Linked DNA regions of Mus musculus: region 1 is linked to region 2. A link is a contact called in public HiChIP or PLAC-seq data. All regions are on one chromosome and are shown on one strand. The core of a region is the stretch at or near the end of the contact, and the rest is flanking DNA. Distances in the headings are between cores, read along the strand shown.

Region 1 (6,472 bases), core at 3,761-6,260, 530 kb before region 2:
CCTCACTCTCAAGCGTCCCAATTCTGCTTCCTGTTGAGCTAAGGTTGAAGGCATGTACCATAAAGTCTGGCACGAAATGTTAATGGCAAGAAAATGGTGGGAAGAGAAACTAGCAAAAGATAATTCTGGTAAGGATAGATCTACCAAAGCTTCACCGTGGATGCTTGGAGTTGCCAGCCCAGTACCATGAGTGATGTGACTGGATGGCCCAGGCTGTAGCACCTCAGGCCTGTGTGTAGCAGTCATCTAGGGCTCTTGGTCTTGGCAGATTCTTTTATTTCCAGAAAGAACATTTCAGCAGACTGGGTGAGCCAAGTGCTGCTGCTGGCTATTACAGAAGCCCCTTTCCACACCATGCCAGAGACAGTCCTGAGGCTGGGGAGAGGGATTGGTTGGAAAAGTGCTCACCGGCCAGCCAGCCTAGCCTATTTCAGAGGTCCCAGGCCACTGAGAAGTCTCAAGGGGAAGACAGCACCCAAGGAATGACACCTGAGGTGGCTCTCCAGCTTCCTTGTGCATCTGCATATATGTGCACGTACAGACATACATTTACATACCACACACGTGCACAGAAGTTAGGTATAATAAGGTGGACATGGTAGCACATGACTTTAATTCCAGCAGAGGCAGGAGATCTCTGTGAGTTCAAGGACAATTTGATCTACTGTTCCAGGTCAGCCAGGGCTACATAGTGAGACCTTGTCTCGAAACAATAAAAATAAAGTAAAAAGCTAAACAAGATAGTTATTTTGAGTCTAATTTTTAAAAAAACCACACTTTTCAAATAAATTCTCTGCTGTTGCATAGATATGCCTTTTGCTAATGGAGACCACTACTGTTGTGTCAGAAACTACCTGAGACAATGCCTGGTGATCCTCTGTGACCCCTGACCTAGTAGGAGCAGTGGCTTCTGGCCAGTTCCCTTTCTCCGGCTCCCCAAAAGCACCAGCAAGACCAGGCAGGACTATCCATTTCTTTGTTAAGTCTTGAGCATCTGAGGAGAGAGATTGAAGCCAGGCTTAATCACTCATGTCTAGTCTTGGGCCAGCCCTGGGTATATAGCAAAATACACACACATACACATACATACACACACATACACACACATACACACACATACACACACATACACATACACACACATACACTCACATACACACACACACACACATACACACACATACGCATACATATATGCACACAAACACTACATGCATGAGTAAACACAGAGATGAGGGAAAATGAGATAAATGGACAGACTAATGAGCCATTTACAGTTAAAAACTTATGTTACCGGTTTGTACATGATGGGGAGGGGCAAATGCCATAGCACAAGTGTGGAGGTCAAAGGGCAGCTTTCTGGAGTCAGTTCTCTCCTACTCTGGGTTCCGGACATAAAACTTAGGCCATCAGTTTTAGCAGCCGCTGCCTTTACCCACTCACTGAGCCATCTCACGGCCCCTCATTTACAGACCTCTAAGTCCCTGGGTGGAAAGTTTAGGACAGACACGTGTTTAATGTTTTATTAGCATATATTAATTGTTCATAATGGCAGGTTATATTATGACGTTTTACTACACATACATAGTACATCAAATTCATGCCCCATCACCCTGTCTTGTCCCCCTATGACTCCTGGCCCCATCCCTCTCCTCAGCTAGCCCCTTCTACTACCATGGTCTCTGTGTGTCCCAGTATGTCATCAGGGGGCAATTTACAGGAGTGTGAAAACCTCACTAGTGGCTATAGCACCACCCCGGCAACTGTTAGCATCCTAGAATCCCCACTTCTGTGATAGGGTTTTGTCCAGCCTCGTTCACCTTGTGCAAACAAATGAATTCAATGAAAACCATTGCTGTAGTCAGCAGGGGTAGTACGGGTAGAAACAAACTATAAAATGCTTTTCAGATTAAATCTGACATCCCAGAGAACAATGAATGGTTTGTAAAGAATGTTTGAAAAGGTAGAGCTAACAGTGTCAATATTTGCTGAGTCTTTTCATGCTGCTGTATGTTGAGCATTGTAATTCATAAGCTTGCAGTCTTTTTAGAAAGTACCCTATGTTTTTGGAAATAGGCTGTGGCCTCAGGAAATGAGGTGTGCTGCACTGGGCCAGATAGATGTTATGCCTTAGAACTGGGAAAATCTTTAGGGCAATCTATCCAATGTATTGTTTGTTAGTTTGAGACAAGGTCCCATTTTGTATCTCTCTGACTGGTCTGGAACTCACTGTGTAGACCAGGCTGACCTTGAACACAGGGAGATCTGTCAGCCTCTCCCTGTCAAGCTTAGATTAAAGGCATACATACATACCACTACACCTGGCTTGCCTAGTGTTTTGAAGTTTTTAACAGAGGTACTCATTCTTGGAAGCTGGGTGTGGTGGTTCAGGCCAGTATCTCAGCTGCTTCAGAGGCCGAGGCAGAAGGATTCGCAAGTTCAAAGACCAACCTGGGAAACCTGGTGAGGCCTCATCTCAAGGGCTGAGACTGGCTGTGGAGATAGCTCAGTTGCTAAAATGTTTGTCTTTCAAGCATGAGGACCTGAGTTCAACCCTTCACCCTCCCCAAAGCTGGAAAGGTAAAGTCTCAGAGGCTGGCCGGCCACACTATGTAGTACCCTGTAGCTCCAGGGCAGCGGGAGACTTTGTCAAATGAACAAAGTGTTTGCAGGACAAACTGAGGTGGTCTACCGGCCTGCACATGCAAGCACACAAACACACATATACACCTGTGCACATGAATGCACATACAAACACACATGTACAACATACATGCACAACACACACATAAGCACGACATACACACATGCACACCACATACACACGCCAATGCATACCACACACACATGCACACCACAGACACACACAGCACACGTGCATGCACATGCACACGCACACACACACTCGCAAGTTCGTGCTAGAGATGTAACTCAGTAGTAGAGCACTTGCTAAACATGCACAAGACCCTGACTGATCTCCACTGTGAAAAAAAAAATCAAACTATAACAAGAGAAGAGGCTCTTGTGAACAAGTCACAGGGAAGAGGTGCCAGGGGTGAGTGCTGGGAGACTGAATGGGTGTGAACAGCAGCAGCTGGCTGCCTCTCTGCTTCCTCAGTCCTTGGCTAACATGTACAGCTTTAGACCCTAGCAGAGACTGACTGTCTCCAAATTTGACACAGTTCTGTTTTGTAGGAGGGAGATTTGAATGGCCTTCTTTCTATAGGACATTCATCCACTTTCTGTCCAGCCAACAGTGACCCAGGTCTTGAGTTACATGACTTGATGACAGTGACTCTGCAGGCCTGGCAGGAGTGTGTCTAAAGCATGGGACCGTAGGAACCCACTCCAAACGTGGTTATGCTACCCAATGTTCAAAAAAGGCAAATGTGAGGTGAACAGAGGTGTGTGGGAAAGGAAGTATCCTGGTGCCATTTCTGTTGCAGTGAGGAGAAAGGGTTTATTTAGTTTTCAGACCCCAAGTAACAGCCCATCATTGGTAAGAAATCAACGCCAGAACTTCACACAGCCAGTCATATATCACCCACAGTCAAGAATGGAGAGAAATAAATGTATATATTCTTGCTTTCTTGTTTGTTCCTGCTAGGTTTCTCTATTAGTATACAGTTTAGGAACCTCTGCCTAGGAATGGTGTCGCCCACAGTGGGCTGGGTCTTCCTGCATAGATTAAGACAATGTCCCACAAACAGGACAACCCGACGCACACAGTCCCCCACTGAGACTCCTTCCAGATGATTCTAGGTTGTTCCAAGTTGACAATCAAAGCTGGCCACCATAGGGAATGAGGCTTGAAGTCCTGCCCTACCGGGTCGCATATTTAGGCCTCAGAGCTGACTTTGGATCTCCTGGATCTTGCCCTGCTTCCTGTTTCCTCAGGCGAGGCCACCTCCTCAGAGATACAAGAGCGTCAGGACTTGAACCGTTAGGCATCCCCTCCCTCCTCATTCCTCTCTCAGTTACCTAAACATAGGACTGCTGAGTTCTAAGTCTTCTGTGGTGTGTGTGTATTGTGTGCAGGTGTGCTTGTGTACATGCATGTGTGTCCTTGTATATATGAAGGCCAGAGATCCATGTTGAGTGTCTTCTGTTCCTCTTCACCTTATTTTTCTAGAATATCACCAAGCCTGGAGCTCACTGTTCAGCTACACTGGCATCCCAGGAGCCCCTCTTGTCCTCTGCCTCCTTAGCACCAGGATGTTCACATAACACCATGCCATGCTCTCCCACCCCCACTTTCTCAAAATGGGTTCTGGGGACCTGAACTCGTGCTTGCGCAGCAAGGAATTCACCCACTGAGATATCATCTCATCCCATTCCTTTCAGTTTGAGACAGAGTTACCTGGTTCAGGCTGGCCTTGAACTTGTGACCAACATCTTCCTACCTATGGGACCAGAGAGATGGCTCAGCACTTGAAAGGGCTGGCTGCCTTTCCAGAGGACCTGAAACCATTTCCAGCACCTATACAACAGCTCACACTTGTCTGTTACTCCAGTTTCAGGGGATCTGATGCCTTCTCCCTATCATCATGAGCAGTAGGAGTACACGGTCATGGTGCACAGATATACATACTCAAAAAATACCCATGACATAAAAGTAAAGGAAGAGATTCCTCTTTGTACTCGGATCATAGGTGTGTTGTCTCATGCCCAGCTGAGACGGTGGCTTTTGTACTGATTCTTACAGAGATGTCTCCTTGTGTGCTGATGTTCCCAGCAAGCACTTGTGAGTTTGCTTGCCTGAATGCATGGAATTGATTAGACACTGTGCACATGCCCGGATGTATACATCTCTGATTATATTGCCAGGGATTGGCATTTACCGAACAGTTCAGAGCTCTAGGCTGGGGGTGCTTCTGAGTCCCTAGGTAAAGTCCCAACCCTTTTTTCTCTCCAGGTAGCTCAGGCTGGCACAGACATCCTGCACTGGCTCACTGGGCCACTTGATGGCAGTGTGAGAATTGAGAAAAGAGGCTCTTGTCTTGCAAATCTTAGCAGCTCTCTCCCAGTGGCCACTTCTACCTCTGCAGCCACCCAAGCCAAACAGAAAGCTCTCTGCTCAGTCTACCGCTGTGCCCTGCCCCTTGGCCAGATCCAGGCCTCCACTCACAAGCTCTCCGCTCTCCCCTTTCCTGCCCCAAGCTGACAGCAGTCCCTCCTGGTTTTACTTCAGATTTTTGTGTTTTAATTTTAATGTAATTTTTTTTTTTTTTTGAGACCCGATCTAACTCTGTAGACCAGGCTGACTTTGAACTCGCAGAGATCCGCCTGTCTCTGCCGCCCAAGTGCTGGGGCGATACACATGTGCCACCGCCTTCGGCTCTTTGTTTTTAAAGTGTTGTCATCTGTGTGTTTCAGAGTCCCTGGGAAGAGGAGCAGAAAATATTATAAGAGCTGGTGGCTTTAGAACAAAAGCAGAAGTGCCTGAAATCCTTCTGGCCAGGGAGGTTGTTTTCTGGAAGAAGGAAATGGCAGAGAGGGCAGAGGAAAGGCAGAGGTTGGGGGGCCAGATCATATGGGGGTCACTACAGGAGGGTGGGGGGGCAGGGTGTGGGGACCTGCTGCTCCATTGTTGGGGAATCTGACACTGGGTTGCATCTTAAAGGCTGTCAGTTCTTGCCTCCCAGCTCTGGTGACAAAACCCTGCTGGAAGGGTTAAGGGCATCAGCACAAGGGCTGGCCTCTGGTTTGTAAACTGGCCTACCAGCCTCCCTCCCTCCCTCCCTCCCTCCCTCCCTCCCTCCCTCCCTCCCTCCCTCCCTCCCTCCCTCCCTCCCTCCCTCCCTCCCTCCTTCCCTCCTTCCCTTCCTACCTGCCTGCTTGCCTGCCTTTTGTTTCTTTTCTGAGACAGGGTTGGTTTCATGTAGCCCAGGCTATCACTAAACTCCTGATCTCTCTTCTTCCACCTTCTGAATGCAGGGATGATAGGTACCTACCATCACACTTGACTAGTTTCTTCCTCCCATAGGCAGATGGGATGGCCAGGCATGCTAGGAGGCTGAGGCAAATGAATTGTAAAGGGTTAGCTTAGGCTACACAGTGAGTTCAAGGGCCAGCCTGGTTTTAAGAGTGAGGCCCGGTCTCAGCCATCACCTCCACCCTCACAAGAGAGATGCGTGTGAGAAGGCCGAGGGAATCCACAAGTTGCCCACATCTTTCTCCCAAGACTTAGGCTGACAGCACTGCCCTCCCACCTAAGGAGATCGCAAGGAGATAGGCTGTGGCTCCTAAGGAATTTGCTGTGGGAAAAAATATTTCTCCAAACGATGACCAGGAAATATTGTCCTGACCAAGGTTGCTGCATGTGCTATCTTGGAAGCATGAGCTGAGGACTGAGTGCTATGTGATCTTCAACAGGGCCCAGTTCTCAGGCTCAGAACAGCCACCCCACACAGGCCACTAAGACCTCACTATCTCCCTTGGTTTACATTGCCATGCTCTCCTGTAGGACAGC
Region 2 (6,304 bases), core at 1,326-3,825:
AAGTGTGACCCAGCGACTGAGCTATAAAGCCAGCAAGCTGTGTTCCTCCACGGTTTCTGCTTCAAGCTCCTGTGTGAGTTTCTGCTCTGATTCCCCTTAGTGTTAGACTGTGACCTGGAAGTGTAGCCAGATGAATCCCTTTCCTCCTCTAAGGTGCTTTTGGCTGCCACGGCCGTCTGTCCGGCCGTCTGTCACAGCAGCAAAATGAAACTAGAATGAACTCCTGAGGGTCTCTGTCACTTTTCTCCCCAGCAGCAGCCTTTACCTAGCAGTGAAATGCTAATGAGAATGGTAATTAATTACTGTGGAAGAACAGAGACATTACCTATCCCCAGCTGCCACTATGCTATTCAGAGCAGCAGTGACAGCTGATATGACAACTGCCACGACAATGACCACAGTTCTGCAAAGCCCCTCCTAAAGTCCAAGGAGATGGCTCAGCAGTTAAGAGTACCAGTTGTTCTCTCAGAGGACCAGGGTTCAATTCCCAGCACCTACATCAGACAGCTCACAGTCTGCTTAGTAACTCCAGCTCCAGGACATCTGACAGACACCCTGTTCTGGCCTCTGTGGACACCTGCGTGTACTCACTCCCTCACCCACATGCACATGTAAACAAAAATAAAAATAAGGGATAGAGAGATGGCTCGGGGCTTAAGAGCACTTGCTGTTCTCACAGAGGACACCAGGTCTGGTTTCCAGCACCCACACTGTGGCTCACAACCATCTGTCACTCCAGTCCTAGGGGATCTGAGATCTTTCTTCAGACCTCCACAGGCATCACATGGTGCGCATCCATGCAGGCAAAACTCGTAAGTGTAAGTATACACTCACACGCTTACAATGAAATGCATACATCTTTTTACATGCCCTACCTTCTAAGGCCACCCCCCAAGAAAATATATATTTAAAAAACCCCTTAAATATTGTTCTTTTAAGAAGTCGCAAGGACTTTGAAAAAGAGGGAGAACTGCAGGACAGCAAGGGAGCACAGGCTTTTCCTTCTGTGTCTGTTGTTATCTGCTGGGGCTTCTGCCCAGGAAGCTGCTACTTACTCAATAAGAGAATGGAAAACCCACAGAGGTTTCCCCATGGAATGTCGTCGAAGGAGTTCCAGTACTCCACCCTGGTGAAATAGAGGATGACGGGGATGCAGGTGATGAAGAGGATGTTGAACACACCCAAGATGGACAGGAATAAGGCCGCTTCTCCGAACTTGGCGCTGCCCAGCAGCAGCTTGAACAGAACCTGAGAGAGAGAGAGAGAGAGAGAGAGAGAGAGAGAGAGAGAGAGAGAGAGAAGGCCGTGAGGATAAACCCAGATCCATCTATGTGGAAATCTGGGGGCTGCCAGCACGGTGGGCACCATCGTTCCACCGGGTTTTACCTGCCTCGTCTGTCAGTGAAGCCTGATGAGGCTTGATGGAGTTTCACAGTCCACATGCTATGTAGCAGCAGTTCAGGCTGAACTATGTCTGTCCTCACAAACCTTGTCTTCAGGAGTCATAGACCTGCATACTGCACGCGGCTGTTATATGTTATGCGCACCATGCTTAGAATGCAGAGAACTGTCTGCCAGCCACAATTGCACAGCCTCTCTGGAGCCTCCAAATGGATCCTGACCCAGGACAATACTCTTACACTCTCTCACTCTCTCTCTCTCTCTCTCTCTCTCTCTCTCTCTCTCTCTCTCTGTGTGTGTGTGTGTGTGTGTGTGTGTGTGTGTGTGTGTCCCTGAGGGTCTGAGGCTTAGAGATTGACCTCTGGTGTCTTCCTGGATTAATTTCCTGGATTTATATATTGGGACAGGGTCTCTATTTGAACCCAGAGCTTGTCTATCTGGGTGGTTTAGTTAGACAGCTTCTTTGTAGGGTCTCTCATCGCTGTCTTCCATGTACTGGGATCATAGATGGGTTGCTATGCCCAGTTAGCACTTAAAGAGGACTGGGATTCTGAACTCCGGACCCCATGCTTGCAGGGCAAGCAGTTTTACCTGTGAGCAGCACATCAAACAGCCATCCCCTCCTCCCCCCACCCAAAAAAAAAAAAGAGGCCTTTATCTGCAAAGATGTTTTCTCTGAAACAAAATTGAGGGACTTTGCTAGTCTCTGCTCCATCTTACCTCCCTTTGTAGAAATGGCACAGGCCTTAATGAACTGCACTAGACTCAATCCTCCTGCAGTAGTCTTGTTTGCACATCATTTTTGATATTCAAAGGGCTGGAGACAGAGGACAGATGTGACTGTGTGGCCAGAAGCTGGACTCAGGCATCACAGTGGGCCCTATCCAACTTGTTTTGTGAATAAGGAGCCCAGTCAAGTGGCTGTCCGTCTAGTCTTCCTGGTTCCTTTGCCTGGTATGCTCCCCACATATATGCAGGCAATCGGGAAAATGACTGTCTAGGTAGTCCCTCTAGACAGGTGCTGTGGTTTAAAGGTGACGTGTCCCCCGCAGGCTTGTGTGTTTAAACTTGTGGTCCCCAGCTGGAAGCTTTACGAGGAGGAGCCTAGTTAGAGGCAGAGATCCCTGGGAATGGGTGGGGCCTAGCTGGAGGAAGTGCTACCCAGGGGTGGAGCCTAGTTAGAGGAAGTGATCCCTGGGGGTGGGTGGAGCCTAGCTAGAGGAAGTGATCATTGGCTGTGTGTGTGTGTGTGTGTGTGTGTGTGTGTGTGTGTGTGTGTGTGTGGACATTTTGTAGCCCTGGAAATGTCTCCATCTTCTATTCTCTATCTAAGGAGGAGAGAGAGGACCTAGAGAAGAGGAAAAGAGAGGAGAGGGAGAGACAGTAGCTAGGAAATGATGGCATGGAGCCTGACAGAATTGGTGTAAGGGCAGGGCACCCTGCTATGCAACAGTCATTTGTTGTCTTTAGACTGGCACTTAGGGAGTACTTTCCAACGACGTCTAATATTTGTCAAAACTTTGTTTTTTCTTTTCTGAGGCAAAGGCTCAAGACAAGCTTGTGGCAATGCTCCTGCCTCCGTGAGTGATGGCATGGAAGACATAAGCCACTCTGCCGAGCGCTTGCCAAAGATACTTTTGCGTGTTTATTTCACAAGTAGTGTTTGAACCGTCATGGACTCATAGTGCTTGGTGCTCCCCAAATCACACAGCCACGGAGTTATATGACAAAGACATACACATAATCCAGTCTCCATGTCCCATCAGGCACAAGCATGGATGGGTCCAGGGGTCCCGTCTTTCTCAGCTGCCTGCTTGGACCCTGCTCTGGTGCTGTCTGTCTCTTCATGCATACTGGAAATATATACTCTTTTTAGAAGCTCACACACCATCCTGAATGTCTGAAGTGACAGGCTGTGAGTCCCAGAGCTCTGCTATGCCCAAACCTGCGGGGAAGGTGCATTCATTGTGCCTACCTTGTAAAGGGCTGACATGGAAGCAGAGCCCACCACCAGGGCTATGCCAATGACTGAGTGACTGTGGAAGCCATCGGCATAGGTCATCATGACAATGCCAGCGATGGCAAGGATGGCGGCCACGATCTATGAGAGGGAGAAAAACATTGTCAGGTCATGGAGGGAGGAGACATTATAAGGACTTGGAAGGAGGTGTAAGTGCTTTAAGAGGTAGAATGTTCCATTCATGGGTTCTTCCAGATAGACTCATGGAGCGAGAAGGGCTGGAGCTTACAGGACACCTATCCGAGCAGAACCAAACTGCTGAGGCACGGGTAGCCAGGGTGGTGGTTTGGCTTTGTCTCAGGCTGCATCCAGGGCTGGCCACTGAGCCTTGACAGGTTGGTGATTATATTCTGAGGACAGGTTCTTCAGTCATGACAAGGCCTGAGGTTAAGTACCTAGTCAGCACCTGGGAACTACTGAGTTCTCTTCCCATCTTCCACAGGTACCTTACAGGGCCCAGACTTGGTGTTTTTAATTCACAACAGGGATCACACGGTGGTGGGAGCAGAAGTTGTCCTCACTTTGACACACTAGCCCTAGGGGCTGGCAACACCACTGTCCTTTGAGGACTGTAGATCACACCTTGACCCAGAAGTGTGGTCCCTCTCCCTTCTCCTTAGCCATTTCTTCCCTGGGTCTCTCCTCTATGCTGTTCTTAGCACTTGCAGGTTGTGGGGTGCAATCTCTAAGGGAAAGAGTTCTGGCATCCAGAACACATGCAGAGTCCAAGCAGAGGCAGCTGCAGTGCTCACAGAGCCCCCAGGGAGCTAGGAGAGGGGGAGACCCTTCAATATTGACCTTAGTGGCAGCATCTGACGACTAAGCTTCAGGAGCCAACATTGAGCATGTCCTATGCTTAAGCTCAAACCAGGGGGTTAGTGACACTCACCCTCTTTTATAGAAGCAAGACCCAGAGAGGTTAAGGAATCTGCCCCAGGGCCCACAGCTGGAGGCGGAAGAGTCTAAACAGAGGCTATTGGATAGCAAATCTGGTTTAACATTTAGATGGGTAACATCACCAGGGTGTGTGGCTAATCATCATTGCCAGCTTGAGGGGATTTAGACTCTCACCCTGGGAACACTAGACCTGTCTGTGAGGGACTTTGTACAGGGTTAGTGAAGGTAAGGTGAGTGGGTGGCACCACCCCATGGAGTGAGGAGAAGGTGAGCTGAGCACCAGCTTCCTGACTACAGGTGTAGTGTGGACAGCTGCCTTGTCATTCTGTCTTCCACTACCATGATGTACTGTGTCCCTCCAACCCTCTGAGAACCACAGCCAACTCTCCCTTCCTTAAACTGCCTTTGTCAGCAACAAGAGAAGCAACTAAAACACAGAGTGATCTAGGGCCTGCCGTGCTCTTAGGTGTGGATAGAGGTATGTCTGGGTCATCCTGGGTTACCCTGTGAATTTGATGGCATCCTGGTATGAAGGAAACCCAGAGGAAGGGAGAGAAGGAAGGTGGGGGGGGAGAGGGAGAGAGAGGGAGAAAGAGAGGGAGGGAGAGGGATGGAGAGGGAGAAATGGAGAGGGAGGGAGGGAGAAAGGGAGAGGGAGAGAAGAGAGAGAGAGAGAGAGAGAGGAGAGGAGAGGAGAGGAGAGGAGAGGAGAGGAGAGGAGAGGAGAGGAGAGGAGAGGAGAGGAGAGGAGAGGAGAGGAGAGGAGAGAAGAGAAGAGAAGAGAAGAGAAGAGAAGAGAAGAGAAGAGAAGAGAAGAGAAGAGAAGAAGAGACAGATTTATGATAATTCTGAAAGTATGTGGACTGACATCTGAAGTAACAAAGGAGACTGGGTTATTTTTTCCTGAAGACTTGCAAGGCAGATTCCAGCCTCTCCCATGTTCTTCATTACCAGTTAACAATCAACAGTTAAGAGCTTCCATCTCAACTGGGCTGTGCAGAGATTCAGGGATAGACTAGAGGAGCCAGACAAGAGCAGGCGAGGCTGCCCTCAGCTGTGGAGACAGACAGCTCAGCCCTGTGTGTTCACTCAGGCAGGAAGTACCAGAGACAGTGACTTCCTGGGGTCCTAGCACTGGTCTTGAGGTCTGTGGATCTGTGTGATCCCTGCTCTCTGAGGCTTTAGTAGGAGGCCCTTTGGAAGGTGAGGTTGCCTTCCAAAGTGTGTGGATGCTTTCCCATCTTGCTTTCAAGATCCTTCAGTCAGAAGATCAGAGCCCGGGTCCTCATCTAGCCTGAGAGTTCAAGGAGGCCAAGTGTGGTATGGAAGATATCCGCTGGCTTTATGTTCCATACACTGAGACACTGGAGGGTTCTGGATTCCGTGTGAAAGCATCCCCTGCCTATTTTCTGTGCGACACTGGATTCTCCTCACATCTGTCAAGTTTGTCCTGTGGATTCACAGGTTCTTGATACAACGTCCCAATCCAGGGCACCAGATGATAGCCTCTCTTCTCTGGCCACTTTAAAGTCTAGGCAAGCTACAGTTCCAACATTGGTTCTGCTCATGGATGCACAGCCTTGTCACTGGCTCCCAGTCTGAGCATTTGGCTACCATGTGAGAACCTTTGTCCCAGGACTCACAGAATTAATTGTAAGCAGAGTTGGGGACCGGCAGAGCTATGTTTAAACAGACACCTCAGCAGCAACCACCTGGTGACACCAGAAGTGACCAGGGTCTCCAGAGTATTAGAAGATATGTTTCCTTACATTTTGGACCTGTCCACCACCTAGGTCACTAGAACTGCGGATGCCCCTTCCCATCTTCAATAAGCTGTAACTGGGTGACTGAAGCAATTATTTTAACCACACAAGTCTTATTTGCTGCCCCTGCTGCCCCATAACCCCGCTTCTTGCAAGTCTTCTCCTCCACAAGGAGGAGCCTTGGTCCTATCCTTCACGTCTATGAAGCTGGCATTGATCACCC

The links. HiChIP or PLAC-seq counts read pairs in DNA pulled down with a chosen protein or histone mark.
Region 1: a CTCF HiChIP or PLAC-seq map of pro-B cells shows a contact between it and region 2, with 7 times the contacts expected there. The contact joins two enhancer-like sites. A contact is called at or near these places in 2 of 15 datasets of contacts at CTCF or cohesin (large pre-B cells and pro-B cells), 2 of 484 Hi-C or Micro-C datasets (the HPC-7 cell line and embryonic fibroblasts) and 1 of 115 datasets of contacts at active chromatin or transcription factors (embryonic stem cells).

Annotation. Positions count from the first base shown.
Region 1 is chr8:126,919,574-126,926,045 of GRCm38.p6, reverse strand. No RefSeq gene overlaps it. Among named protein-coding and RNA genes, the nearest start is that of Gm31718, 14 kb to the right of the region's middle. Within about 2 kb of position 5,010, at least 154 of the 459 cell types and tissues checked have an H3K27ac peak or open chromatin away from gene starts, as enhancers often do. A contact at or near this core is called in pro-B cells, where this site is marked.
Region 2 is chr8:126,384,027-126,390,330 of GRCm38.p6, reverse strand. It overlaps Slc35f3 (solute carrier family 35, member F3), which reads right to left. Exons shown (of 8, transcript NM_001363500.1): 5 at 3,377-3,502; 6 at 1,056-1,248. Among named protein-coding and RNA genes, the nearest start is that of Gm51604, 35 kb to the left of the region's middle. Within about 2 kb of position 2,575, at least 8 of the 459 cell types and tissues checked have an H3K27ac peak or open chromatin away from gene starts, as enhancers often do. A contact at or near this core is called in pro-B cells, where this site is marked.